Regions from separate parts of the Mus musculus genome. Here regions 2, 3 and 4 are each linked to region 1. A link is a contact called in public Hi-C, HiChIP or PLAC-seq and Micro-C data. All regions are on one chromosome and are shown on one strand. The core of a region is the stretch at or near the end of the contact, and the rest is flanking DNA. Distances in the headings are between cores, read along the strand shown.

Region 1 (7,104 bases), core at 3,268-5,767:
ATTACATTTCCTTGCTTTCTTGAAGTTGCACTTGGCCATTGACTTGCTTTAGCCCACAGCTGAGAGAAACTGCATAGAGGCATGTAACTGGATATGGGGCTGTAAAAGTATTTGGAGAGGTAATTAATTCAAAGCCAAAAAATGGATCCAAGGTGTTTCTGGTAGACCTTGACTGTGCTGCATCTAGAGACATCACTGAAACCTTGGTAATGAACACACAGCATGTGCATCTAGCATTGGGCATCCATCACACCACCTAATGCCAGCCCGCTCTGCCTGAAACACCTCAGCTCATCCTCAAGACGATTGTACATCAAGAATTCTAGTTTTCTTACTATACACATAGCCTTCTCTTACAGACACATAATGGTTTAATTACAGAAAACAACGACTTCCAATACTTCCCTACTGTTAGCTCCTCAATTCACACGGAGAAAATTGTATCTCTTTGGTTTGTATTGTATTCAAATGTTTGATTTTTTTTTAAATTGCATTTTGAGTTGCTGGAGAGTTTCTTTTAAAAATATCATTAAATGAATTTTGGCTTGGGATTTGGACCGAATCGCCAACAACGTTTCAAATGCCCCGACACATGCTGCTGCCATCTTGTGTTGTGTGTTTATGTGAAGGATGTTTTCATCTTTGAAAGAAGGGTTTCAGAAGGAGAAGGGGTGGCGAGTCAGGGAAATAGGAGGTGACAAGGACTAAAATCCACTGTGTGAATGCATGAGACTGTCAGAGAAAGAGCAATAAGTGAATTACAAGATACTGGTCCTCTCAGAAATGCTAGGGGTGCTCTGTAACCAGCAGAACCAATGTTCAGTGATGGTTCGTTATAGAACCAGCTAAACAAACACACCTGAAGTGGGAATTTCTGGTTTTGTTGGAGACTCAGTTGTGTCATGTGACATTTTTCTGGAGACTGTCTTATGAGAGGAGATTTTGCTGAAGCAGACATATGAACAGACACGTGGTGTTTTTCTAGATGCTGCCTGGTGAAAAAGCATGTGATGTTTGGAAAGAGTATAACTTGTCATGACTTTGTAGAGAGAAATACAGCAAAGAACTTCTGGTGGTATTCCACTATTTTGTCACTGCTGTGGACTGGTGCTGGTTGGTGAAGGCTCAGAGTTTCCTCTGAATCGGAGCTGCTACTGCTGATTCGTGTTTGGTGTTTTGCTGGTAGACTGGACTACTGACAATAAAGATTGGAATCACCTCAAAGAACTACTTCTAAACAGGTCCACAACCCCTGTTTCCTAGTAACCTTTCTTTTTTCTCTACCTCTGGTGGGTGGTGGGCTGGAAGGGAGGTGGTTGAAGTGTTAGAGAACTATAATTAAAGTAGGTTTTGAAAAATCTAAGCCTACAAACCTGTGCCATTTCTATGCTACCTTGCTTTCATCTATAACAAACAGCAAAACTATATTTAACCAGAGAATTGTTTTTAATAAATATATTCATGGATTATGATTAGTAAATGTTTGATTTATGTTATATATGTGGGGTCACATAAAACTTTCTTTGGAAGAAAAAAAAAGAATTTTGAGCCATGCTATAGACAAAGTAATATAGTGTCACTTCTTAGCATAACGTTTAAATGGTGCACCTAATCTTTTCCCTTCTCTCCTCCCCATCTTACTAAGTATGTGAGCAGATGTTCATATACTGGTATAACACAGGGTCCCTGACAAGCCTGTCACTAACCTGACTTAGTAACCTGGAGCTGCAGGAAACTTGGATGATAAATTACCTGTTACTGCCTATCGTTTACTTGTTTCAGCAGTAGAACTTAGTCTACCCCGGATATTACAAAAAATCTATTTCCACAGCCAACCTTAAGGTCTAGTGAACAGCAAACATGCTTTGATTAAATTGATCAATTTAAGTTTTAATTAGCCACCAAAATGAACGATTTTAATAAAAGAAATTATTTCAGCTCAATTCCAATACAATTAAAATCCTTGGCAATCATAACCGGTTAGCATGTGGGAATCAGCCAAGCATCACCACAGCAAGGTTAGAGGGCACAGGCTTTGCACACTAGAGAGAAGTTTGTTGTATTTCAAATGGGTAAATTTTTCTGTAATGTCATCTTCAAAAACCTTTAGATCTGCCAGAGTCACTAACTTAAATCAGTTTGTATAAAGAGACCAGTGACCTTAGATGAAATGCTTGACAGTGGGGAGAGAGAACTTGTAGAGCCCACCTCCAACAGAAAGACTGGCCATCAAGTAAAGAATGGAATTGCTATCCCACAGTCAAAACTCTGACCCATAATTGTTTCTGTCTGAAAGAACTGCAGGGATGGAAATGGAGAGGAGCCTGAGGAAAAGAAGGTCCATTGACAGGCCTAAAATGGGATCCAGCTCAGGGGGAGGTCCCAAGGCCTGGCACTACTAAGACTATGGAGTGCTCACAAAAAGGGACCTATTATGAGTGCCCTCTGAAAGGCGCACCAAGCAGCTAAAAGAGTCAGATGCAGATATTTGCATCCAACCAATGGACAGAAGCTGCTGACCCCTATGGTTGAATTAGGGAAAGCCTGGAAGAAGTTGAGAAGGAGGGCGACCCTGTAGGAAGACCAGCAGTCTCAACTAACCTGGACCCCTGAGATCTCTCAGACACTGGACCACCAACTAGGCAGCATACATGAGCTGATATGAGGGACCCAACATGTATACAGCAGAGGACTGTATGCACCTAACTCTCAAGAGACTGGAGGCCCCAGGGAGTTTAGAGATCTGGTGGAGGGGAGGGGGAGGTGGTGACATCCTCCTGGAGACAGGGGGATGGGGAGGAGGTATGGGATGGGGCACAGTCAGAGGGTGGGCTGGGAGGGGAATAAAAAAAATTAAATAAACTTTTTTTTTAAAAATTAAAAAGAAGAGCACCAGCCTTAAAGAGTGTCACTACCAAGCTCTATCCATGTGTGGTTGCAGACTCTGTGACAAGCAAAGCCCAGATGTCCACAAGCTTCCTAATCACACAGGTTGGCTAGACACGGGAAGGACATGAGGCCAGAAGGCTTCCGGGAATGTGTTTAAGACTCTGCGTCTGCCAGTTCTTCTAACCAGGGAAGCAGGAGAGGCAGTTCAGCTTTTGCTTGCAGTATCGTTTGCTTCCTATACCGACAGGAATCAGTACATGTATAGAGAAGAAGGACAATTATGAGCCCAGTGTAGTCTATTGCGAAAGTACTGCCAAGATCTGGGAGTGGTGCTGGCGAGGTGAGGCTGAGAATTGGCCTGGCTGCTGCTAAAGTGATGAACCCAGGCTGAGAGAGAGCGGGTCCTGTTACAAGATGGAAGACGACACACCAAACGACAGGAAAACAGTTCTGCAGAGCTGCTGAGGGCACCAAATGTTCCAATGCCTTAGGAAGGGTCCCTTTTCTCTTACAACTGTCAGCTCTAGTGACCAGGGGCCACCAGGTTCAGACTGCACCAAGCTGAAGGATGTGGCATGCAGCCCGTATGAGGACTATGAATGTCTGAGGTGCAGGGGGCGCAAAAAGAATGAAATGAAAGGCCAGGTCTGACTCCACTTTGGAGAAGCCCTGATCTTTGGGGAGGCATTCAATATGGAGAAGGAGCCCCCGGTGAAAAAGATCTGATTACCCTTCCCTAACTATAAGGCCTGGGCAAGCACTTAAACTTAAAGTTACTTCCTACCCAGAAAATGAGGATACTTGCCTGTATGAGGATACTACGGGAAGTAAATGACTTGGGTAGTATGTGAATGTACATTGTCCAACACATAGCCTATTGCCATTTCTCAGAAATTATTGTTATCTGTTATTATTGTTTATTAGCACTAATTATTATTACATAAAACTTATTTTATTATTATTATTACATTGTTTTCATAGGCCTGATGTACAAACAATTCTTACAAACTATATGAACATGACACATTCCTTAATTTCTAATGCCTTTGATTTCTTACCTGGGAAATAGTAAGGTTTATGTCTCTGGGTTAGTAGAAGGAACTTTAGCATAGTAACTAATCAGACGGCTGGTTCAGTTATCTGGGGATCATATATATCACCTGATAGTGGTATTTCTTCTGGCTAGGAAGTTGAATAGGCACCAGGAAGTGCGGTGAGAGTTTAATGTACACAGAAGGCTGTTTGCAGAAATGAAGGGAAAAGGTCTTCATCCCATACTTGGAAAGAAATGTGTTGATTCTCTGAGGTGACCTCGAGGTCGCCTCTCTAAGGGTAAGGAGTTTTCATAAGCGACCTAACGGCAGGGACCCACTCACACTTTGTTTTGCCTTAGCTTCCAGGACAGTGCAAAGCTCCCTGAGCTGTGGCTGAATCCACTAAAAGCTCAAGTCTAGCTCCCGCTGTCCAGCAGAGGCCGCTCTGGGCCGGGACTCCTGGGACCTGTGCGCCAGGAGAGAGAAGGCCAGGGGGTGGCCCTGTCCTCGCAGGAGGGCCGGGTGGGAGGGGTTTGGCGACGGCGCAGGCGGGCCCTGGGCTCAGGCAGCTGGGATGGAGCAGAAGTGCGCCTGGCGCCGCAGGGCACACAGCTGACTCTCCGCGCCACCTCCACTTCGCCTTGCGCCGCCAGACACCGAAGCTGCCTGGACTCGTCGCGCCTGGCGTCCCCGCTCCTCCCGTAGCCCACCCGGTCCGAAGAGGAGCTGCCGGTGCCCCGAAGCACTTGGTCAGACCCAGGAAACTCTTCTCTAGTCGCATCCAGCTCGGTACCGAGCACCAGAGTAATATGGTCTGCAAGGTGCTCATCGCCCTCTGCATCTTCACCGCAGGTACTTGGCGCGGTCCTAGGAAGAGCGGGGCATGGGGGAGGCAGCACAGGGTCCGGCTGATGGGAAGAGGGGCGACACCAAGAAATAAGCCACCACTGGAGGGTGGTAGGTCTGCAGGGGTGTGCGCACTTAGATTTGAGGTGTGCGGTTTTGGCAGTCCTGGAAGGGAGGGACGTCTGGGTCTTTGCTGTGGCATCCTGGGCCCCCCACAAATTCGTTCTCTGTGAAACAGGTGGCCGGCTAGCTGGCGCCTTAGAACACAGAATTCCGCACGGAGAGGAAAGGTTTCTGTGGTTTCTCCTTTGCTGGGGTCTCCGGGGAGCACCTGCTACAGCCCCAGACATCACTTCTTGCCAGTGGTTTGTCCGGACGTGGGATACAGAGGCCAGGCAGGGGTCCGACAAAGCTGCTGCTAGGAGGGCTTCATCATGGAGTGCGCTCAACCCGACTGGTTAGCGCTCTGGGACTTAGAGGTCTCTGGAACTCCGGGCGTCCCTTTTACTTAGGCTCAGGGATGATGCGGCACAAACAAGTCACAGGGGCAGCGGCCCAGGTTAGGGTCAAGCTTATGATCATTGTTTGAAGATTGCAGGTCTACTGTGGCCAAGAGCCTTCCAAAACTGTGGCCCTCTGTATGAAACTAGTAACTTGGGTAAAAGTAGGATACACACCCCCTTTTGCCCCATCCGGGTCTGTCTATCTATCTCACCCGGGTCTAGGGACTACTTGCAACCACGACCTTGGGCATTCAAGCCAAGCCGACCCGCGGGCTGCAGAGATGAAACCAGGCACCACCTTCTGGAGTTGGGTACCTAGGTTTTTGTCCAGGAAGAACGTAGCCCAATAAGGACTATGGATTCGGGACTATACTCGGGGTCTGAGGGTGGGCGGGGGAGAGTAACCCAAGAGAGTAGTCCGGTCTGTTTATCCAAGAATGCCCCGAAGCCTCCTAGTACAAGCTGATTGGAGATTCAAGCTTTAGTCCGTGTGTTTCCCCTCTTGAATTGCCTGGGTTCCTGTAAATGTGCCTCCCCACCCCCACTCAAGGAAAGTCACAACTCCTTGAAAAGAAGCTAGAAGCTTCCCTGGGGCTCTCAGAGGATAAGACAGTTTATGGGAAAGTTTCCCAGCTGAGCCAATAGCCTGATGGTGTTTTCCCTACATGCTAATGTCTGAGAGAACCTTTCTGCTCCGGGATCTGCAAGGTCTGGAGACCTGCCTGCGGATCTTTCTGGAACATTCGGCTTCCGTGGCGCAGCCCTCTTGAGAGAGGAGCCCTTAGATATGAAAGTGCAATAGCCTTCTCAGCTGGATTGCTGCCAAAGGTAGTTCCCTGGTCCTCAAAGGATAGATGTTTACAAACGGATGCGGAAGGGAACCCATTCAGGAAGCCTAGAAAACATGCACTTGGCTAATGGATAGATTTTGTTTGCTGAATTGATTTTGCCCCTTTATCCATTTATTTATGTATTTATGTATGTATTTATTTATTTCCTTAATATTTTTGAACATCTCTGTTCAAAATCAAAAGCTGGCAAATCAAAAGCAAAAACGGATTAATCCTAACAAGAAGCTCGAATAAGATGATTTACTGACTAGCTGACTGACTGATTGATTGATTGATTGATTGATTGACTGATTGGCGCATGCTTGATTGGTTGATTCTCTAGTCTTACTGTTCAGCTGTTTTCTGCTGAGAGACAAGCATTGCTCAATCCCCTCCCCCAGAGCCAGGTGGCTGCTGTTTCAGAGACTGGTTGAGCAGCCCCAGCTCTGTGCCCTCCAGGCTTCTAAGTGGGAGCAGAGCCATCAGGGTCATAGGCTGCTGTGGCCGAGGAAGACTTACTGCCTCTTTTTCACTACTTATGCACATTGCTGTCCCATACAGGGAGACAAGAGGCTGAGAGCAGCTTTCTCTGAAGTTTGTGAATTTGAATGAATATTTCCGTGGACAGTTTGTTAATAAAGCTGCTTACCATAAATAGGCTGGAAAATCATGTAAAAATTATCATAAATAGCTCCTGAGAGTCTCTGCATTCCAAAGTAAAGGATTTTCAGGCTGACATATTTTTTTTCTAGAAGGCTCTGGATAACAGCAGGCACGTTCTGGCAGCTTGTAGTGGGGCTCTCATGGCAAGCTATTCACCAGAGGATGCCCCCCTCCCACCCCCACCCTGCCGCCCCTGTTTTCTTTTCTCTCCAGCGTTAGAAGATTCAGAAAGAGTTGAGCAAACCCCTGAAACTGACCGTTGATTGGGCCAGAGACAGTGTTATAGCAAGGCTTTAATTTTTAGCTTAACAGATCCTCGTTTGTATGCATAGTGTCGTC
Region 2 (7,818 bases), core at 991-3,490, 140 kb after region 1:
AAAAAATTGAAGAAGATCTCAGAAGATGGAAAGATCTCCCATGCCCATGGATCATAATATAGGATTAATTAATTAATTAATTTATATTATAATTTATAATTATAATAATATAATTAATTAATAAAATGGCTATCTTGCCAAAAGCAATCTATAGATTCAATGCAATCCCCATCAAAATTCCAACTCAATTCTTCACTGAGTTAGAAAGGGCAATTTGCAAATTCATATGGAATAACAAAAAACCTAGGATAACAAAAACTCTTCTCAACAATAAAAGAACCTCCGGTGGAGTCACCATCCCTGACCTCAAGCTGTACTACAGAGCAATTGTGATAAAAATTGCTTGGTACTGGTACAATGACAGACAGGTAGATCAATGGAATAGAATTGAAGACCCAGAAATGAACCCACACACCTATGGTCACTTAATCTTTGATAAAGGAGCTAAAAACCATCCAGTGGAAAAATGACACCATTTTCATCAAATGACACTGGCTCAAGTGGTGGTCAGCATATAGAATAATTTGAATTGATCCATTCTTATCTCCTTGTACAAAGCTCAAGTCCAAGTGGATCAAAGACCTCCACAAAAAACCAGAAACACTGAAACTTAGAGGAAAAAGTGGGGAAGAGCATCAAACATATGGTCACAGGGGGGTCAATTCCTGAACAGAACACCAGTGGCTTGTTCTGTAAGATCAAGAATTAACAAGTAAACCTCATAAAATTGCAAAGCTTCTGTAAGGCAAAGGACACTGTCAATAAGACCAACCAACAGATTGGGAAAAGATCTTTACCAATCCTAAATTCAATAGAGGGCTAAGATCCAATATATACAAAGAACCCAAGAAATTAGACTCCAGAAAACCAAATAACCTATTGAAAAATGGGGTACAGAACTAAACAAAAAATTCTCAACTGAGTAATACCAAATGGCTGAGAAGCACCTAAAAAAATGTTCAACATCCTTATTCATCAGGGAAATGAAAATCAAAACAACCCTGAGATTCCACCTCACACCAGTCAGAATGGCTGAGATCAAAAACTCAGGTGACAGCAGATGCTGGCGAGGATGTGGAGAAAGAGGAACACTCCTCCATTGCTGGTGGGATTGCAAGCTAGTACAACCACTCTGGAAATCAGTTTGGCAGTTCCTCATTAAATTAAACATAGTACTACCTGAGGATCCCGCAATACCTCTCCTGGGCATATAACCAGAAGATGCTCCAACTTGTAATAAGGACACATGCTCCACTACGTTCATAGCAGCTTTATTTATAATAGCCAGGAGCTGGAAAGAACCCAGATGTCCCTCAATAAAGGAAAGGATACAGAAAATGTAGTACACAGTGGAGTACTATGCAGCTATTTAAAGCAATGAATTTATGAAATTCTTAGACAAGTGGATATATCTGGAGGATATCATCCTGAGTGAGGTAACCCAATCACAAAATAACACACATGTTTATGCACTCACTGATAAGTGGATATTAGACCATAAACTCAGCATATCAAAGATACAATTTGCAAAACACATGAAACTCAAGAAGAAGAAAGACCAAAGTGTGTATACTTCAATTCTTCTTAGAAGGGGGAACAAAATACCCATGGAAGGAATTACAGAGACAAAGTGTGGAGCAGAGATTGAAGAAATGACTATCCAGAGACTGTCCCACCTGGGGATCCATCCTATAAACAAACACCAAAACCAGACACTATTGTGGATGCCAACAAGAGCTTGCTGACAGGAGCCTGATATAGCTGTCTCCTGAGAGGCTCTGGCAGTACCTGACAAATACAGAAGTGGATGCTCACAGCCATCCATTGGACGAAGCACAGGGTCCCCAATAAAGGAGCTAAAGAAAGTACCCAAGGAGCTGAAGGAGTTTGCAGCCCCCTAGGAGGAACAATATGATCTAACCAGTAACCCCAGAGCTCCCTGGCACTAAACCACCAATCAAAGAAAACACTTGGTGGGACTCATGGCTCCAGCTGCATATGTAGCAGAGGATAGCCTAGTAGGTCATCAATGGGAGGAGAGGCCCTTGGTCCTGTAATGGTTCTATGCCCCAGTATAGTGGAATGCCAGGGCCAGGAAGCGGGAGTGGGTGGGTTGGTGAGCAGGGAGAGGAGGGAAGGGATAGGGGGTCTTTGGAGGAGGAAACTAGGATAGGGGATAACATTTGAAATGTAAATAAAGAAAAAAAGAAAGATGTGGCAGCTTTAGGAAGTGACTAACCCAGAAAGCAGCCCAATAATGAGGTCAAAGTACTTTTAAAAGAGACTTCACACAGCACGGGGTTACCTTCTAAGCATGAAGACACAATAAAAATGTCCCAATCATACCAAATGCTGGTACCCAGACCCAACTTTCCAGACTCCAGGGGTATGAGAAATCCTGTCACAAAACAAAACAAAACAAAACAAAAACAAAAACAAAAACAAAAACAAAAACAAAGAGAAAGATCAAGAGATGTTCTGACTTTATGTTTGCTCCTCTTCTGACTTCTGGCTTCCTCTGCCATCTATGAATGTTAAACATATTTTCTCAATCCCTTAGGACACATGCCCACCTGTGGCAATTAAGTAGCAGCCAGATTAGAGGAACAGAGTCTCTGTAGAGAGAGATATTGCCATTGGCACATTCAAAATCAAGGAGGGTTGTTTTCTGAGAAAGTAGAAACAAAACAAAAAAAATTAAAAGCTTAGAAAGAAAAAAGAAAACCATGAGAGAGTAAAAATATCCAATTTCAAGCCAGCAGTTGTTCTAAGTATAAACACTATTATAATCTGACTGCCCCTCCCCCCAGCATAGCTGTAGCCATTTTGTCCCATGCCTGCCAGCTATTCCATATTGTTGCTGTAACAGGCCTGCCAGTCATTGACACAGAGAGGTGACTTGGCTCAGAGTAAACATGCTGACCACGCACCCTGTTTTGTTCTGAATGTTCTGTATGAGGTTTGCTAATCTTAAGGAACTGCATAATTTCTTAAAATAAAGCTTTATGTAGGACCCATCAAATCAAAGGTCAATATGAACTGTTATGTCTAAAATATCTTGACTCAGAGCTGACCACTGGGCAGCACTTCCTGAACCTGTATGTGCATTTGTGGTGAGTTTTGTGGATAACTCTAAACTATGTCCCTAGTCTGACCAGTAGTAGGGTATGTGTTCAATAAACTATTCTTGCTTAACTGAATTCAGTGTTTATATGGCTTATGTGGTGATTCCTGAACCCCAACAAATACCAAGTGAGTAAGGAACACATGGAAAAAACTATCAGTGACTAACATCATAAGAAGGACTAAGCTGAGGGGCTGGAGATGTGGCTGAGTTGTCAAAGTCCTTCCTGTGCAAGTAAGAAGACCCAAGTTCAGATCTGCAGGACCCATGTAAAAAAGTCAGGCAAAGGCAGAGGCAGAAGCAGAAGCAGGCAAATCCCCAGACCTCACTGGCCAACTAGTCTAGCCAAAAAGTGAGTTCTGGGTTTACTAAGAGGCCATGCCTTGCAGGGGGAGAAGAAGGGGAGGCAAGAATAACTAAGTAAGACATGCAACATGGACTGCTGACCTACACACGCACACATGCATGCATGTACACCCCCAACACAGGCACACACAAAGACATATACACATATAAATACCATAGCCCCCACACAAAAATAAATGACTATCCACATAATACCAGAGACACTGAAACTTGTAGAGGAGAAAGTAGGGAAAAGCCTCGAAGATATGAGTACAGAGGAAAACTTCCTGAATAGAACAGCAACGGCTTGTGCTGTAAGATCGAGAATAGACAAATGGGACCCCATAAAATTGCAAAGCTTCTGCAAGGCAAAAGACACAGTCAATAAGACAAAAAGGTCACCAACAGATTGGGAAAGGATCTTTACCTATCCTAAATCAGATAGGGGACTAATATCCAATATATTAAAAGAATTCAAGAAGGTGGACTCCAGAAAATCAAATAACCCCATTAAAAAATGGGGCTCAGAGCTAAACAAAGAATTCTCACCTGAGGAATACTGAATGGCTGAGAAGCACCTGAAAAAAAATGTTCAACATCCTTATTCATCAGGGAAATGAAAATCAAAACAACCCTGAGATTCCACCTCACACCAGTCAGAATGGCTAAGATCAAAAATTCAGGTGACAGCAGATGCTGGCATGGATGTGGAGAAAGAGGAATACTCCTCCATTGTTGGTGGGATTGCAGGCTTGTACAACCACTCTGGAAATCAGCCTGGCAGTTCCTCAGAAAATTGGACATAGTACTACCAGAGGATTCTGCAATACCTCTCCTGGGCATATATCCAGAAGATGTTCCAACCGGTAAGAAGGACACATGCTCCACTATGTTCATAGCAGCCTTATTTATAATAGCCAGAAGCTGGAAAGAACCCAGATGCCCCTCAACAGAGGAATGGATACAGAAAATGTGGTACATCTACACAATGGAGTACTACTCAGCTATTAAAAAGAATGAATTTATGAAATTCCTAGCCAAATGGATGGACCTGGAGGGCATCATCCTGAGTGAGGTAACCCAATCACAAAAGAACTCACACAATATGTACTCACTGATGAGTGGATATTAGCCCAGAAACTTAGAATACCCAAGATATAAGATACAATTTGCTAAACACATGAAACTCAAGAAGAATGAAGACCAAAGTGTGGACACTTTGCCCGTTCTTAGAATTGTGAACAAAACACCCATGGAAGGAGTTATAGAGACACAGTTTGGAGCTGAGACGAAAGGATGAACCATCTAGAGACTGCCATATCCAGGGATCCATCCCATAATCAGCCTCCAAACGCTGACACCATTGCATACACTAGCAAGATTTTGCTGAAAGAACCCTGATATAGCTGTCTCTTGTGAGACTATGCCGGGGCCTAGCAAACACAGAAGTGGATGCTCACAGTCAGCTATTGGATAGATCACAGGGCCCCCAATGGAGGAGCTAGAGAAAGTACTCAAGGAACTAAAGGGTTCTGCAACCCTATAGGTGGAATAATAATATGAACTAACCAGTACCCCTGGAGCTCGTGTCTCTAGCTGCCTATGTATCAGAAGATGGCCTAGTTGGCCATCAGTGGAAAGAGAGGCCCATTGGTCATGCAAACTTTATCTGCCTCAGTACAGGGGAACACCAGGGCCAAGAAGTGGGAGTGGGTGGGTGGAGGAGTAGGTGGGGGAGTGTGTGGGGGACTTTTGGGATAGCATTGGAAATGTAAATGAAATAAATACCTAATAAAAAAAAGATGTTATAATGGATGAAAGGAGGCTAAGATTGCTTACTGGACAAGCATGAAGAACTGAGTTCACATTTTAGTACCAGTGATGATGTTGATGATAAAATAAGTGACTAATTTTCTATATTTTAAAAAAGTCACACAGCTTAAAAAACAAGCAATTAACTTCTTAGCTACATATTTGAAGTGTATTGATTGGTGTTTAGATTCTTAACATATTAAACTTTTAACAAGACTTTTAATTAATCGACACTAATGAAAATGGGCCAATTCTCAAAAATGAGAATTCACAAAATAAATTTTAAAAAGCACACAGAAATTCAATTTTTGTACTGATCAAAGAAATAAAAATGAATTCAGCCAAGCCTTGCGGTAAGAAGAATGTTCCCCAGTCTCCCCAGAGACTCATACACACATGAAAAGCCTTAAAGATGTGCACACAGGTCCTCACGGCACCTCCTAGGAGACAAGCCTATGTCAATCTTAGATACATTAAGAGTGGAAACTGAGATGTGGAGGCACATTCATAATACAGTGATTTGCTGCAGAAAGACAAGCAAACAAAACTGTTTCAAAAGAAAAGCATTGCAGTGGAATGACACTGAGCTGTTACAGTGTATCTATAATGAAAATTAAGCCAGGCTTTATGTCACAGGTCTATAATCCCAGCCAGCTGATCGGCAAAGGCAGAAGGCAGTACAAGTTCAAGGCTTGCCTGGACTACAGAGTGAGTTCAAAGCCAACCTGGGCAATCTAAGTGCTCTTGCCTTAAAAAGAGAAAAGTGGGGTGGGAACAGAGCAGAAAGCCCTAAGTCCAAGTCCTAGACTGTAATTACTTAATTACTGTCATGATAGCAGGTTCATAATATATGGGTACTGATAAAGTAATTAGAAAAATATGAAGAATAAGTTCTTTTGTATGAAGTGCTCCCATACATAAATAAGCAGACCATGTGTGTCTATTATTGGGGGTAGCAGGAGAAGAGCCTTCGATGGAGGAATGACCACATTCTACATTCAGCACCACAAGGATCAGAAGCCAATCAGATATTGTCTTAGTCGGGGTTTGTATTCCTGCACAAAACATCATGACCAAGAAGCAAGTTGGGAAGGAAGGGTTTATTTAGCTCACACTTCTACATTGCTGTTCATCACCAAAGAAAGCCAGGACAGGAACTTAAGACAGGGCAGGAACCTGGAAGCAGGAGCTGATACAGAGGCCATGGAGGGATGCTGCTTACTGGCTTGCTTCCCCTGCCTTGCTCAGCTTGCTTTTTTATAGAACCCAGGACCATCAGCCTAGGGATGGCACCACCCACAATGGGCCCTCCCCCCTTGATCACTAATTGAGAAAATGCCTTACAGGTAGTATCTCATGGAGGCATTTCCTCGATGGACGCTCCTTCCTCTGTGATAACTCCAGCTTGTGTCAAGTTGGCACACAAAACCAGCCAGTACAGATATCATCATGATATCTATGAGTTCTTGGTCTCACTGGACAGAAAAAGTTCACACCACAATGTCTGTAATGATAAGTGATTTTCCTAAGCCCTCAGTGCTGATTTCCTGGGCTTGCTACTGTTTCTAGGCTAAGATAAAAGAGGAATCTCAATTTGGTTGCCAGGTACAGTAGCTCTACATTTGAAGGTAAAATGTGAGCAAAGACAAAAATTTCTGAGGCAAGTTCTAGACTCTTAAGCCTCTCACAGTCTGGAGATTGACGAGTTGGGTCTAGAGATTAGGAGAGGATTTGAAAGGGGGATGTGCCAGGAACAGCTGAAGCGACCGACCCCTTGTTCAGTGCCTCCCTCAAAGCCATGTCCTAGGAGCTCAGAGCCTGACTGTGTCATGTTCAGTTCAGCGAGAATGAGAAATTCATGTCTGGCTTTTGTCTGGAAGACTTGAAAAGCAGAGTCACAGGCAAGCTCTTTCAGTGATGGCAGCAAAGGGTTCACCGACAGAACAAACCAAAAGCCTAAACGTTGCCATGACAATGGATATATTGTCATGGACACAGATATGCATGCCTAGGGCACCCTCTGAAGTTTCCAGGTTCTTGTGTGTTATGACAGAGAGCTGTACTAGGGACATTGGTTAAAGTAATGGAAGCTGAGACTATTTGTTAAGAAAGGGAAAGGAAGTGAGCTAGAAGCTAGTGAACTGACGTAAGGGCTGTGCTCAAAAGCACTGGGCCATGGGGTTCAAGATCCTTTGCAGGCCATTTATGTAGCTCCTGCCTTTTCTCCCCATATGGTCTGTATTTGTAGCCCAGGTGGGGAAGGGTTTCCAGTCCTTGTCACTGGCTTATGCCATCTGTTATTCCGTGACTCTCCAGTCCTGGGTCTCCAGAACATTATGTAGACTGACTGCAACTCATGAGACAAATTTGACTGGAGCCATTTTAAACCTTGTCTTCGTGTTTACTCAGAAATGGAACTGGGCCTTAGGAGAAAGGCTCTATGAGACGGTTGGTGGGCTGTCAGTTTGGCTAGGTTTTGGTCCTTGTTGTTTTAGTCAAACAGTCGTCCGGATGTTGCTGTGACGATATCTTTCTGA
Region 3 (7,892 bases), core at 1,385-3,884, 220 kb after region 1:
TTATTTTCACAGCATTTTCTTCTTGAACTCTTTTAAAGACTCGCCAGTTTGAGGAAACAAAGAAAAAGAATGAACCTAATATCAACGCTCCCATTTCTCCTCATCTCTGAACCTAAAACTCAATCACATCTATTCCAGACAACCAGGAAAGTAGAAGCCTATCAGACAGTGAAGACTTTATTATTATTATTATTATTATTATTATTTTGGTTTTGAACCTTTAATGAGAAAAAAATACTATGGAGCTCAAGTACACGGTGGTCGGCGAGTCACTGGGGGGACTTTGGGGGTCACACATGACACGTCTATTTAACAGACCGTACAACAGAAACACACAGTCAACAAAATACCAAAGTGGCGGCTAGCAAGGTTACGTCTCAGTCTCCTCATCATTCAACAGCATATTGGGGATCCCGCGGCTGATGGGGAAAAGACGACCAGATTCTGGGCATTGCAGGGTGCCCTCCAGTACATCAACCTCAAGCAACACGTGGTGCATCTTCCTCAAAAATGTCTCGTCGTGCTCATAGCCTTCAGTCGGCTCTTTGGGTACCTCAGCCAAGTTTAAGGTGTCCGCTGCCTGCACAAGCGCCGCCCACTCCACTTTGGGGATCATCCGCGCCATGAACTCCGGGTTGAACTCCACGGGGTTGATGCGGACCTCAGTGGCCTGCAGGCGTAGCGGGAAGCCACGCGTGCCCACGCCCCGCACATGGGAGCTTAGGAGATTGTGGATGAGCAGTTTCATGTTGTCACAGCAGAGCGCGTGAGGCCGGAACCGGCTATTATTATTATTATTATTATTATTACTATTGTTTTATGTATATGAGTACACTATAGCTGTCTTCAGACACACCAGAAGAGGGCATCGTATCCTGTTACAGATGGTTGTGAGCCACCATGTGGTTACTGGGAATTGAACTCAGGACCTCTGGAAGAGCAGTCAATTCACTTAACCTCTGAGCCATCTCTCCTTAAAATGTATGCCTTGACACCATTTGAATTAGATCATTCAAGACAATGAGTAATTGCCAAAAGGGGGGGAGGGCACATTCATTTAAAGTAAAATAAAATTATAGAAAAGAGACTATTAGAGATGTAGTAGAGTAAGAAGAAATGCAACTGAGTTGCCACACAGAATATTTAGGGGCTATGACTATCTACCACATGGGGATCATATCAAGGAAATCAGCTTTCAGCTCGGTGCTCAGTGCTCAGTACTCAGTGCTCAGGCTTCATACAAACATGGGGAAGTCCTAGATGATCCTGCTGGGGGTAGGAAGGCAGGACCCATGCACAAAAGGATTTCTGTGTCACTGTGATGTGTCACACGCATCTGGACATAGCAAAGGTTATAGAAAACAGGACGTGGAGGTCTTTGTGCTCATGGATAAGCACTAGGGGAACCAGGAAGGTTAAACACACGGGGTTGTCCATTCAAAGAATAGGATGCATAAACTGTAATGTGCCAGAAGATGCATGTGGACATGGCAATGTCCTTTGTGCTATCTGTGTGGCTGAGACCACACCACATCCTCCCCCAGCCTCTTACCATGAGCTTGTCAATGCATAAAACCCATCTTTATGGAAGGTGTCATAGTTACTTTACCAAGAGTTTTGATGCAGTCATGTCTTAGGCTTTATTGTGCACATGGAATTGAGTTAATTATTACCAGGAATATTTTTACCAAATTGTGCTGTGCTTAAATATGCCTAAAATAAACTATTCAAAGTCAGTCTCCTGAGGTTTGAACTAACACTAGCTACTTAGACATATTGAACAAAAATGTTTCCTCTTCTCTTGAGGATCATTAATCTGCTTCCATAGCAGTTGCAGACACACATAGTTAATCTGAACATTATTTACCATCTAATTCATGAAACATTTCTCTTTGATAAATATCAATGTATCTCCTCTACTGAAAAACAATCTACTTTAAGAAAATAATAGAGCTCAATAGAAAGATAATTAAAGAGATGCTAGAAACATATATATATACACACACACGTGTGTGTGTAGATATACTACCAGTTAAAAACAATTTTTACTTATCTCATTTTTACATGGACTAATTTAAGAAATCACTTTATTTCCTCCATGAGATTTGTGACTCTTAGTATATACCTAAGCTCAGCTCAGCTCAGTGTTCTGTGTGAATATCATCACAGAAGAGTGCTGTGCGGCTGGCTCAGTGCCCGGGCTGAAACGTCTACCATCCAGTCAAGATGGAAGGGAAGTGAGAATTAGAAAGTATTCCCTCCTCTTCCCTTGAACCATCCATCTTTCTAGTCCAAGGAGGCGCACGCCTACATCCTCTGTTCAAAGACAAGAAACCCCCTTGCCCTAGCCTTGCATCGCTGAGAGCTGAGAGCAGAATCCCTCCCTCCCACACCACATCTGCCTCCTAACAGCACTGCCCTTGCAGGAATCAGTACAACAGGCCTGCTAATTCCAAAGTGCAAATGTCTCCCCAACGTTAGAACAGTCAGAGCCTTGTATCTATGCCCATCGGATTTTCTTTTCAGTTTTATATTGTTGTTGAGCGCATGTTGCTTGTTTAACTTTGCATGCACGACTGCACCTAGTCACACACCTGATTCTGACCTTGATTTAGTGTCCCTCTGTACAGACACGGCAGGTCTAAGAGTAAACCTCACCCAAATGGGAATCTCGCCAAGGCCTGAGGAATCTCACTGTTTGCATTCCACCGGTGTGTTGAAAGGAGGACGTTAAAAAGTTGAAACTTTGCAGAAGAAATATACTGGCGTAAGTATTGACTGGTTGTTTCTGTTTGATGGTATCATAGCTCCCACCCCTGATCCGAAAGGCAAAGCCCCTACTCTTCAAGATAAGGCAACACTCATTTCACGAGTCTAAGGAGGAAGGGTTTGGGCTAGGCTACTATGAATTTGATTTTCTTGTTCACTGTTCTTGTACATACATCAGCCCTCTCCCTCTTCTATAAGCAAAGTCTATTCAAAGTCCATTCCTCCTGCCAAGGGTCAGGGTCAGGTTACGACACAGATGGCATTTACCCAGAGAACAGAAGCTCTTGTCAGTCATTGATTCTCTCTCCCTTGTCATGACGTCCCTGAGGGAGGATTCTCTTCCAGGGCTTAAAAATAATAATAATTAATTAAAAGGCTCAAGCCAAGCTCCTTACCCTGGATATCTGGAAATGAGGTAAACGGAATAAGGAAAGTGACCTTAGACTTTTTATTATAGAGTACTTGAAATAAGTTTTGTCCAGTGAAAGGCGGGGGGAATGCACCCATCTTCGCTTCTTCACAGCCTTAGCCTGCAGAACCATCAAGGAGGAAGGACACAGAGTTAGAGCTTTATGTCAAAGGTAGCCCAGTTTCTTTCCTTTTAGGAGCTGCCATCAGCAGCACAGAGTAGCGTTCCCTCTTAACCCTTTCTTCCCCAGCTACCCTCAAAACCAGGAAGAGAAGATTTATGCCGTAAACTGTGAAATCCAGAATGTGAACATGGCCCATGAGCACGCCACTTCTTCAGGCCCCTTCTCAGCCCAGGTAGCAAACAAGGAGATGGGACCCTCCTAGGCAGAGACAGGGAATTTACCTTCCGGTGTTACCATGAACTGTGTTCACCAAAATGTAACCCCAATTTCCCATCATACATTCTTCAGGATCTCAACCACCTGGCCTCCAGGAAGGGTCGCTTCAAGGACAGAGACCTGAAGGTGGAAAGTCCCTCCTTTTGCTGACATGGAGTTCTACCAACCACAGAATACGCTGTAACAGGCCCTACTGTGTAGCAGGTGGAGGTCCTCAGGTATACATCATGGCACACACGACATGCCTCATCTCCAAGTACGAAGCTTTTCCATGGAATGCCAAGCACCTTTACAATGTAAACAGATGCAAGGGAACGTATATTAGTCTCGATCAACACTAGGAAGAGTAGAAAGTGTGCGTAAAACTATGATTGTCTTTAAATGGAGACGTACATCTCAAAAATAAACATTTTAGTCTGCCTTTGAAAGGCCCTGCCAGGTCGTGGTGGCACGCGCCTTTAATCCCAGCACTTGGGAGGCAGAGGCAGGTGGATTTCTGAGTTCGAGGCCAGTCTGGTCTACAAAGTGAGTTCTGGGACAGCCAGGGCTATACAGAGAAACCGTGTCTCAGAAAAAAAAAGAAAGAAAGAAAGAAAGAAAGAAAGAAAGAAAGAAAGAAAGAAAGAAAGGAGGGAGGGAGGGAGGGAGGGAGGGAGGGAGGGAGGGAGGGAGGGAGGGAGGGAGGGAGGGAGGGAGGGAAGGAAGGAAGGAAGGAAGGAAGGAAGGAAGGAAGGAAGGAAGGCAGGCAGGCAGGCAGGCAGGCAGGCAGGCAGGCAGGCAGGCAGGCCCTATTATTCTGTTCCTTGTCACAATTATTGGAAGATTTACTCTATGCTGTGCCCCAGTGCAGGTGAAGGAGATGAGATAGTGTGTGAACCCTCAGAGCTGGAGTTCACAGGCATTTACGGGACATCTTGCTTATTATACGAGTGCTAGGATCCAAGTTCTGGTCCTTATGATTGTTTTGGGTACAGAAACACTTCTCTGATCCTGACTTTTTTTAATATACATTGGTCATTGATTATTTTCCCAATGCAGGGCCTATTACAACATATTCGGTGGTTGGTAGAACTCCATGTCAGCAAAAGGAGGGACTTTCCACCTTCAGGTCTCTGTCCTTGAAGCGTCCCCTCCTGGAGGCCAGGTGGTTAAGATCCTGCAGGTTCGTTAGTGTTTCTAACCCTTTACCTAAGTCTGACCCCTGCTAAAAAGAGAGAATGCATGCAGTCTTCTGGTTCCACAAGTCTGCTCTCCTCAAAAATTCTCTCTTGCCCCTTCTCATTCTTGTCACAATCCCTACTGCCTGCTGTCCCCAGTGTCACCGAGGGTCCAGAAGGCCCACAATATTCTACCTTCTGTGTGAAATCTTGGGAGGGAGCTGTGCAAATATGATGCCTATCTTGGCATGGGTCTTTATTTTAGGAGCAAGCGCTTCCCCTCTCCTTCCTGTACCACAGGTCTGGACTGCTCCCCAACACTTTCTCCTCCAGAGTAGTGTCAACCTTTACATTTGTAATGAGAATGTCCATGAGCAAGGACTGGGCAAGATAACCTAGGAAACATTTCCACAAGTGTGTATAGAGAGAGGAAGAGCCATGTTACATGTTTAATGAGAGCACATTTAATCCTAAAAACATGAGTTAATTTCATTATTATGTTCTATTTTACTAACTTTAAAGAAAACCAAAATTGTACACCTTTATTCAACTTATATTTGGAATACACCATTAAAGAAAAATCAACATGCCATTCTTTCCAAAATAGATAATGCCATGCAGCAATTTCTTCCTAGTTAAAACATTCTCTCTTATAGTAGGATTGTTCATTAAGACTCAGCAAGTCATAAAGAGAAGCTTATTAAGACTCGGGGAATAAACTACTCACAAGTCTCAGGAATTCCCTGAAACTTAACAAAGTCATAGGCCTCTCCATCTGCAACATTATGTAAGCAAATAAAATGGCAGAGGAGAGAAGACTCTCGGATCCTGCGGAGCTGCCTACAAATCCTGCAGGGTGATCCTGACTACCAGCTGTCATGAGTTGCCACCCATGCTGGTATGAAGTTTCAGAATGCAGCTCTATTTCAACTGTCTATGTCCCTGGGTAAACGTAACACCAACAAACTTATTGGTTCACTGAGTTTGACTGTGGTGGTATCATTGCTTTGATCTATCGTGATTTCTCTATTTGGGGTGAGTGGACATTTGTTCATAACACCCCTTCCCTTCAATGTGTCATATAAAAGATATATCTCCCTCTTTGTGGAATTCTAGGAAAGAAAATTTGTCCAACCTCAGATTCCAGAATTTCTCATAAAATTCTTTAATGAAATGGAAGGTTTTTAAAAAAACGTGCTAGACCACCATTTTGACTAAACAGAAAAATCACCAGATGTTGGCTCTTTGCTGGCAGGTCCAGGAGAGAGGAGAGAACCTGGTCCAGCTGGGTCTGTCCAAGGCTGAGCTGTATGTCGAGTGTTGACAGCCCAAAAGAAACTCGCTAGGGCCAAGAAGTGGGAGTGGGTGGGTAGGGGAGCAGGGATGGGGGAGGGTATAGGGAACTTTCAGGATAGCATTTGAAATGTAAATAAAGAAAATATCTAAGAAAGAAAGAAAGAAAGAAAGAAAGAAAGAAAGAAAGAAAGAAAGGAAGGAAGGAAGGAAGGAAGGAAGGAAGGAAGGAAGGAAGGAAGAAAGAAAGAAAGAAAGAAAGAAAGAAAGAAAGAAAGAAAGAAAGAAAGAAAGAAAGAAAGAGAGACTAACTCACCAGGCCGGAAGTCTTGTCAAAGCAGGAACTTGCTTTAATGTGGCAGCAATTTGCTTATATAGACAGGGCAAGGAGGTGGGGATAGAAGTATGGGGTGAGATGACGTGTGGGGTGGTGTGAGGTGACGAGGGGGCGGGGTGGAGTGATCTTATGGGACCTATAAGAAATTGATACTTCAGTGGTAGTTAGGAAGAGGCAGTATCATTCAGGTCAGTAGGTCATGATGAGCCATTCTCAAGCGAATGACAGGTCTTGAAAATCAAGCCAGGCTCAGGTTTGTCCTCAAAGACCAAACCAAGGCCAAGTAGGCCCCAACAACCAGATAATTTTTTAAAGATAAATTAGTACGAAATGTACCCTGGGGAAATTTATCTTTCCATAGATCCAGAGGAACCAATGATTTTAAGTCATTAAAATAGTCAATTTTTCTCACTTGTAAAATATAAAAAAAAAAAAAAACATTTTGTTCCCCAATATTGTGTGAATTTTAAGAAGAGTAAAGAAATCAATTTTTCTTGAAGAAGAGATAGAACCTGTAGAGACCACCTCCAGTAGATAGGCATGGTCCCTGGTCAAGGGGTAAGACCATCCATACATCTCAAAATTTTTAACCCAGAAATGGTCCTGTCCAAAGGAAAGATAGGGACAAAAAAATGGAACAGAGACTGAAGGAAGGGCCATTCGGGACCGCCCCATCTGGGGATCCATCCTGTCTGCAGAAACCAAACCCAACACTGTTGCTGTTGCCAAAAGGCACTTGCTGACAGGAAGCTGGTGTGGCTGTTCCTTGGCAGGTTCAGCCAGCAACCAACCAATGCAGATGTGGATGCTTGGAGCCAACCATCAGGCTGAGCTAGGGAACCCTGGTGGGGGAGCTGGTGGAAGGATTAGAGGAGTGAAGGGGGATTGCAACCCCATAGGAAGAACAAAATTGGCTGGCCAGGCCACCCAGTGCTCCCAGAGACTAAACCACCAACCAAGGGGTATACTGAGAGGGATCCATGGCTCCAGATACATATGTAGCAGAGGATGGCCTTGTCTGACATCAATGGAAGGAGAGGTCCTTGGTCTTCTGGAGGTTTGATGCCCCAGAGTAGGGGGATGCTGGAGAAGTGGGGCAGGAGAGGATGGGTGGTTTGGGAAGCACCTAAGAGGCAAAGAGGCAAAGGGGAAGAGGGAGAGGGCAGATGTTGGATGAAGAGTTTGTGGAGGGGTAACCCTATGACAAAACATTGAAACACATGAATCTATGGGGGGTCAAACCTATTCAAACTATCATACTCACTGAGTCTATCTTTGGGATACTGACATGAGCTTCAGAAAAGACGAGGGGTATGCATAGTTAATCAGTGCTGCTCATCACTGTCTGATCTTCCAGGCTCTATTCAAGTAGCCAGAGCTGTCTGAAACTTCTTGGGACGTTCCTGCTCTAAGTCAACCTCTCACTTGGCCAAGTATGAAATTCCTGGAGAAAGTTCAATTCTGTGGACTTCATTGCTCCAATTATCAAGTAGCCCAGTACTCTCTTTAAAGCATCATCTCTCCCTA
Region 4 (6,890 bases), core at 3,291-5,790, 200 kb after region 1:
CTGATCCTGTTTTCAGTTGTGACCTTTTCCAAACAGCTTACTCAGCCACAATGAAATCAGAAAGAAATCTGAAGGAGCCTCCTCCACCCCTTTCTCCTTTAAATTGGCCAGCAGCTAACTCTTCAATATTTATGACCGCTCTCTGAAAATGCATGATTGTTCTGCTGGAAAATAAGATTGCCTTGAGCAGAGTTGCAGGAAATGTGATTTGAAAATCCAAGTCAATGATGTCCACAACTCGAATAGGTAATGTTGTAAATGAAACCTGAGTTAGTAAGACCAGCAAAGGAATGATAGAGCGAGACTAAGGAGCCAAGGAGAGGAGCCAGGGGCTCTGGCGAGAGTTACGGCTGCAGCCTGTGCCATGACCAAGAAACAAATTCAAAGCTAAATAAGAACAAAGACTTCATTTCTGGATTGTTTCTTAAGATCTGAAATATTCAGTATCCCTGAATAATTACTAAAGAAATACAACGTGTTGACAGTGGCTAGAAAGTCAGCTTAAATATCTATGGCCCCAGTTGTCAGCTTTGTCAATGAACAGAGCATGTGGCTGGTGTTTCTGCGACACTAAACCTCTGTCCTAAAAACTGGCTCTGATGCGATCTAGCTGGCATGATCTCAGAGTACCTAGCACAGACCCACTTAAACAGTGCAGTTAACCCTTCATGTTCTCCAACTCCTTCTCTTTATCCCTAGGCATATGATGACTGATGCAGAGAGAAGAGTCGGTGCTGATCGATGGGCTGCTTCATTCAGGAAAGGTGCAAATACAAAATTACCCTTCAGAATGAAGCTTTATCAGGAGACAGGGGATCTTGACCATGGGAGGCCTTAGTTCTTAGTAGGCCTCAAAGTGGAAGAACATTGGAAAGGAGTAGCATGCTTGGAGCCTTAATGAAAGAGCTTCCCCTTTAACACCTGGATGCCCAGATGTGGTGGTGCATGCCTTTAAGTTCAGCAAGTGGGAGGCAGGGGCAGGCCAACCTCTGTGAGTTCCCAGCCAGCCTGGGCTACTGGGCTGTCACAGACAGGATGATGGGCAGGAAATCCTTCAAAAGAAAAACCAAAACAAAAGGGAATATCTGACTTCTATATTCTTTTGGGGTTATTGTATTAGAAAGGATCATGTCATAATTTAGTCTAGGATAGCCTATAGGAAAAGAGCATGGAGAAGCCAGATATTGGTTATAGGTTATAAAACTCCAGCACAGATGGATTCTTAACCCTCCATCAGAGTGTGTGTGTGTGTGTGTGTGTGTGTGTGTGTGTGTGTGTGTGAGAGAGAGAGAGAGAGAGAGAGAGAGAGAGAGAGAGAGAGAGATCTTAAAGTGAGAATCCCAAGAGGTAACAACAGTCTTCGTACCTTACAGGGCACCTGAAATGTAAACACACTGAACATTCCTAGGAAGGAATGTGTGCTGGTATTTATCTGCTCCTGAGACAAAACACCAAGATAAAAACCACTTACAGAAGAAAGGATTTACTTGGGTTTAAGGTTCCAGAGGGATAAGAGCTCTTGATGCAGAGTAGAGGCAGCAGGCAGCAGACATGGTGGCTGGGGCAGGAAGCTGAGAGCCATAAAGCCCACCCCCAATGATGTACTTCCTCCAACAAGGCCATACCTCATAAACTTAAACCAAAGACGGACCAAGTATTCAGACACCTGAGTCAGTGGGAGATGTTCTCATTGAAGTCACCACATAACTGATAGGTTTTGGCAGTACTGTTGTAACACCCGCTCGCTCTGCTCACAGCTGATTTGTGTTAGCACACAGGGTCCCATGTGTCAGTCTTGCACACACAGTTTTGCAGTGTTGTGTACACAGATTCTAAGGCTGGGCTTGAGTCTGCCATTTCACTTGGCAAGCTCTGTTTGACTGCTCTGTTTCAGCTTTCCTAGATACAAAACGACAAACAATAAAAACATACATGTTTGCAGTTACAGGAGCTAAATAATTCAATCTGTGGAAGGAAATAGTGTTCTATCCATGACTTTCACTGACAGTCAGTCGGAACATTACATCAACATTTCAACCCTGGCCTGAGTATAGAGACACACACACCTGGGAGGCAGGTATATCTCTGTGAGTTCAGGGCCAGCTTAGACTACACGATGAGTTTCAGGACAGTCTGGGCTATAGTAAGGAGACCTTGTCTCAAAGAAACAGAAAAATAAAAAAAAATAAAATAAAATAAAATCAACCATGAGGGAAAGAGGAGAATGTTGCCATTGTCAAGTAATCTTGTTCAAATTGGCCCAGCAGTGGTGGCGGTGCATTTCTGGCTACCTGCCCCAATGTTCTGAGTTCCTGAATGAAAGACACACACACACACACACACACACACACACACACCCTTATATTTTAATACGTCTTAAATAGCTCAATGGTTGGGCCTCTCCCAAACCTCCACATAGCTAACACCTCCCCTCCGATAATCCCTGAGTTATTATTTACTAAAGTCTATATTCTATCATTATTGTCCTAGACCCAGTTTGGGGGGGGGGGGGTCTGGAGCTGTTCTTCACCATCTCTTACATGTGGACTATCTCTCTGTCCTGTCTTCTCAGCATGGTTGTTACTCCTTTCCCAGCATATCAGTTCTCTCTCTCTCTCTCTCTCTCTCTCTCTCTCTCTCTCTCTCTCTCTTTCTCTCTCTCTCTCTCCCTGTCGCTTGTCTGGGCATCCTAAAAGTCCCACCTCTGTCTCCCTAGGCATTGGCCACCTGCCAACTTTACTTACCAATCAGAACCAACTGGGGACAGGGTCTCTCAGTGTTTTACCTGTAGATGCGCAGATTCCTGTATAATTTGGGGGACCGAATTAACATAAGTTGCATTAGACCAATTCCACAGCAGGAGAAAGTCAGGCTGAATTTTCACAGTAGAAAATGGGCACTACATAGGCCTTCATTGTAATTTCTCCAAGAAGAGAACTAGCCTACAGCTTGAGGATGCAGAGGGTGCCTGGAGGTCGGCACTGTGTTCTGTGTAAATGGAATCATCTGTGAGCATAAGAGTCCATTAATATCTGTCTACTCACTGTGAGTTACCACCCAGAAACACCCAATATGCTCAATCTCACTTAAATATTCACAAAATGTGCATTTTGAGGGTTGAGATTTTTATTTTATTGTCAACTTATGTTAACAGAGAATGAGTTCCTTCTGGGGTCTATATGAAGTAGATGAGTCAGTAGAAAGAAACAATCACATACATCCATGAGTGGCTTTCCCTGCTGGATTCAGCCATTAGGGGTGTCAACAGGGCCTTAGTTTTAGGGAAGGAGAGCATTTGATTTAACCACTCACAGCGCTTTCAAGTTATCATAACATTCAAGATGGTTTGCCTTTGCACCTACATCTACAAACATTGGAAACCAGAGAACAAGGACCATGTGCACGATACAACTGATGGAAGCCCCATCGATCAACTATGGGATTCTACCTTCAGAACATAAAAAGGTCTAAGGCTTTTGCCCAGGCTGGACCTCAGCAAAACTCATGTAACTTCCGCCTTCTGAGTTCTGGCCAACACTAAGGAGCTATGTGTCCCCTACCTGTGTCTCTTTGGATTTGTTTCCATCATCATCACCCTCCTTCCCTGTCATGAAGTAGGAAGGCAATATTCCCTATTGCGGTCCGCCCAAATCCACTTTGCTTTGCTTTACTTTGTCAGGATAGGCGGTTCCCAATTATACCCTTCCCCCGTGAGGGCTACAAGACGCTGGAAGGCTTGCCCTCTCAGTGTTACCTGAAGTTTTAGGATAAAGGCCTGAGCTCTGGGATTCCCAGCAACGTCGACTCAGCCACACACTTTCAATATACCAGTGAGAGGTATGAGTGAAAAGTAGGAAAGGAAATTGGCCATGTTAAAGGAGAGACCACCAAAGGGGCCTACTGACCCCTAGTCTATCTGGGGCTCTAAGATAAGGCTTAGGTTTGAAAGAGGATCATGAAGTCAAACAGAACCAGCCACGGGAGACTGCTCATTGTTGAATCATCTTTCGTCTAGTCTTTCTTGCTAAGTGGTCAGATATGCTGTGAAATTCCTTTGGGGGGGGGGGACAAATGCAATTCTTTGACAAGCACAAAGGCTCCCTCCTTTCCTGTCTCCCAACATGGTGTTCCTAGGAAAGTGTCAATTTGGGGGTGTCCATTGTTTCCATGGTCCAGTGGCATAAAGGACAGGAACAAGTGTCTCTTTGGAATGTCTCCAGCCCTGACTGCGCAGATACCACACCAGCACCCATAATACCAGCACTGCCTTTCCCTGGACATCTACGTGCAGCTCCACATGCCTTCTTCTCCACATTTACATTTTCATTGACCCGCCTCCCTCAGTTCATCTGGTGGCAGAGGTGTGGCTACTTTCTGCAGTTTCTATCTCTGTGGTAGAGGTGTGGCTACTTTCTGCAGTTTCTATCTCTGTGGTAGAGGTGTGGCTACTTTCTGCAGTTTCTATCTCTGTGGTAGAGGTGTGGCTACTTTCTGCAGTTTCTATCTCTGTGGCAGAGGTGTGGCTACTTCCTGCAGTTTCTATCTCTGTGGCAGAGGTGTGGCTACTTCCTGCAGTTACTATCTCTGTGATACTTGCCCACTCTCCTGCTGCTTTCTCCTCTTCCAATTCCAAATGGCAGACTCTCTCCTTTGAAATATCTCATGATTTTCTGCCTTTTTCTCCGCTACCTTATATCTCATCTAAAGGACTTCGTGAATGGAACCAACCACGTGAAATGAAATTCATTCGCTATCATTCTCCCTAACCTTATCTATGCCATCCTTTTCTACACGAATGCACAAGCAAGCCTGCAAAAGTGTTGATTTCTTAATCATGTTGTTCACTGAGAATGGCTTACATACAGACTGGCCGTTTTGAAAGGCTTTGGCAGTGTCTTGTTTTCTTTTGTTTTGTTTTATGAAAGAAGTGTTTACTGTCTGTAGATGTTTGGGACCAGATTAAATGCTGGCAAGAGAAATGGCTGTAAGGATGACATGAGATGATGTCCTTGCCCTCATAGATCTGTAGAGGAATGAGGGCAAACCAGTGTGTACAAATTAATAAGGAAAATACATGAAAGCATAGTATGAATGGAGTTAGTGATACAATCGTAAATACATTTAGAGATGAGAAACAGAAAAGGCTCCAAGGGTCAAAGTATCTAGGGAGGATTTCACATGAAAACGTAAGCAGCTTTTAGAATACTTGAATGTGGGAAAAAGGAAGAGACTGAGAGCTTCTAGACTCAAGAAAAACCACTCAAGAAAACAGCCTGAGCAAACCGACAAAAATGGCATATTAGACTTCGGTATGCACACCCACTGATTCCAGCTAATGTGAGCTCACCACTGTGCAGATGCCCCTGGGTCTGCTACTACTGAGAATCCATATCACAGTGAATTTATCAACAGACAAAGCAACTGGAATCCCATATGCCACTTACAGAGACGCTCTGACTATCAAGTTAAGGGTCCCTGAACTGTGGTAAGTTAGAAGCACAGCAGATAACGCTCTTGCTAACAGCTGGGGATTTGATATTTGAGATCAATATCAGGGAAATTCTTTTGATTGGCTTAGAGGTTTACCCATCTCTCTGAAATGACCCACATGTCAATTCCAATCCAAACACAATTGCTCGGTAGAGAAACCTCCTAGAATTAACCATAGAGTCAAAGCTGTGTAAAGCATGGCAGACACTCATAAGGACGAAAACAGACACTAAGCAGTTTTCTGCCTCTGGAAGCCTGTTACAGCTCAGTACTGTTCATGGATTGGACTTTTGGAAAATTACCCAAGGAACCAAGTAGATTATGGGACAGCTTTCACTAAGAACTTCTGTAAATCAGTAAATTCAAGTGGGGACAGAACTCCTTCCAATTACAAATGAGACAATAATCAATCATAGAATTAAGTCCTGGCCTTCTCATAAAAGCAACTACCCTCTTCCCTACCCCCAATTTACAATAATGTAGTCCACATGGAACAAGTCAGCGTGTGTCTGAGAACCAAATCCTATACTGTCTTTCCCAGCACAGAAAGCCAATTGTTCCCCTCCAGGGTCTGTCAGGATCGCATTACTGCTGTGAAGTATTAAAAAGGGCCCTGAGCTCAGGCCTCCTGCTGAAAAGTTAAGTTGTCAGTTGTTAGGCAGAAAATCAATCAGAAACGCATTTGAAACAAACGTGTGCCTGGACTGACACCAGGCTTGGGGAAAAAAAAAATCGACCAAGAGACAGAAAAATACTAATGAGTGCAGATACCCACACCAATTTAGACAAGGTGGATCAATTTATTTAGACACATCTACTAAATGAAAATATGCTGGTGTCACATCTCAGATTTACATCCAATTACAGACAAAGCACTTATAAATGTTTTCCAAAGTGTTCTGGTGCCCTGTCCTGTGATACAATCCAGGATCTCCAAAACTGTTCAGGATTAGTTTATGTGTCTCACATTCCTACCCCGAGGCCTTGCCATAGGTACACAGACACACAGGCCCCACAGTCTGGATTGTTCATCATGCATTTATAACAGGTACTTAGGGACAGGGTTTTTTTTATGTTTTTGTTTGTTTGTTTGTTTGTTTGTTTGTTTAGCTAAATGGCACTCACTCCTCACTTGAGACCAGAAGGAAATAGAAGCCAGAGTAACAGCCTGGCATCTCTTCCTGCATTTTGTACCTGCCTTAGGTCAGATTCTCCTTGTAGGCATGTTGATCGCTCAGTTTCATGCCATTTAAGGCTACATTTAAACCTGCAGTTACCTTGGATTTGAGGAACATCTAGTCCCCTTCCCCCTTATAGGAAATTATCCCTGAGAGTGAGGCTGTAGCACTGGATAGGAGAACTTCTCAAGCATAAAGGATTTCACTGAACCTCCTCGTAGA

The links. A called contact is a pair of places that touch in the nucleus more often than the background predicts. HiChIP or PLAC-seq counts read pairs in DNA pulled down with a chosen protein or histone mark.
Region 2: an HNF4G HiChIP or PLAC-seq map of pancreatic cancer cells shows a contact between it and region 1. The contact joins the enhancer-like site here to the promoter of Parm1 in region 1. A contact is called at or near these places in 4 of 39 promoter capture datasets (the 3T3-L1 cell line, 3T3-L1-derived adipocytes, embryonic stem cells and 1 more), 5 of 484 Hi-C or Micro-C datasets (cerebral cortex, cortical neurons, epidermal suprabasal cells and 2 more), 3 of 115 datasets of contacts at active chromatin or transcription factors (VIP interneurons, embryonic stem cells and pancreatic cancer cells) and 3 of 9 other capture datasets (adipose tissue, embryonic stem cells and liver).
Region 3: a Hi-C map of uterus shows a contact between it and region 1, with 2.8 times the contacts expected there. The contact joins the enhancer-like site here to the promoter of Parm1 in region 1. A contact is called at or near these places in 11 of 39 promoter capture datasets (the 3T3-L1 cell line, the HPC-7 cell line, HPC-7-derived erythroid cells and 7 more), 5 of 484 Hi-C or Micro-C datasets (the G1E-ER4 cell line, the HL-1 cell line, epidermal suprabasal cells and 1 more), 4 of 115 datasets of contacts at active chromatin or transcription factors (embryonic stem cells, extraembryonic endoderm stem cells, pancreatic cancer cells and 1 more) and 4 of 9 other capture datasets (adipose tissue, embryonic stem cells, macrophages and 1 more).
Region 4: a Micro-C map of the G1E-ER4 cell line shows a contact between it and region 1. The contact joins the enhancer-like site here to the promoter of Parm1 in region 1. A contact is called at or near these places in 6 of 39 promoter capture datasets (the HPC-7 cell line, embryonic stem cells, liver and 2 more), 9 of 484 Hi-C or Micro-C datasets (the G1E-ER4 cell line, cerebral cortex, cranial neural crest and 4 more), 7 of 115 datasets of contacts at active chromatin or transcription factors (embryonic stem cells, extraembryonic endoderm stem cells, pancreatic cancer cells and 1 more) and 3 of 9 other capture datasets (adipose tissue, embryonic stem cells and liver).

Annotation. Positions count from the first base shown.
Region 1 is chr5:91,513,183-91,520,286 of GRCm38.p6, forward strand. Parm1 (prostate androgen-regulated mucin-like protein 1) reads left to right here and starts at 4,518. Exons shown (of 4, transcript NM_145562.2): 1 at 4,518-4,775. The coding sequence starts at 4,733.
Region 2 is chr5:91,660,066-91,667,883 of GRCm38.p6, forward strand. No RefSeq gene overlaps it. Among named protein-coding and RNA genes, the nearest start is that of Gm36222, 45 kb to the right of the region's middle. Within about 2 kb of position 2,241, at least 2 of the 459 cell types and tissues checked have an H3K27ac peak or open chromatin away from gene starts, as enhancers often do. A contact at or near this core is called in pancreatic cancer cells, where this site is marked.
Region 3 is chr5:91,737,332-91,745,223 of GRCm38.p6, forward strand. It overlaps the pseudogene Trmt112-ps1. Among named protein-coding and RNA genes, the nearest start is that of 1700063O14Rik, 26 kb to the right of the region's middle. Within about 2 kb of position 2,635, at least 43 of the 459 cell types and tissues checked have an H3K27ac peak or open chromatin away from gene starts, as enhancers often do. A contact at or near this core is called in uterus, where this site is marked.
Region 4 is chr5:91,717,146-91,724,035 of GRCm38.p6, forward strand. Gm36222 (a long non-coding RNA gene) reads left to right here. Exons shown (of 5, transcript XR_389330.3): 3 at 700-764. Among named protein-coding and RNA genes, the nearest start is that of Gm36222, 12 kb to the left of the region's middle. Within about 2 kb of position 4,541, at least 20 of the 459 cell types and tissues checked have an H3K27ac peak or open chromatin away from gene starts, as enhancers often do. A contact at or near this core is called in the G1E-ER4 cell line, extraembryonic endoderm stem cells and trophoblast stem cells, where this site is marked.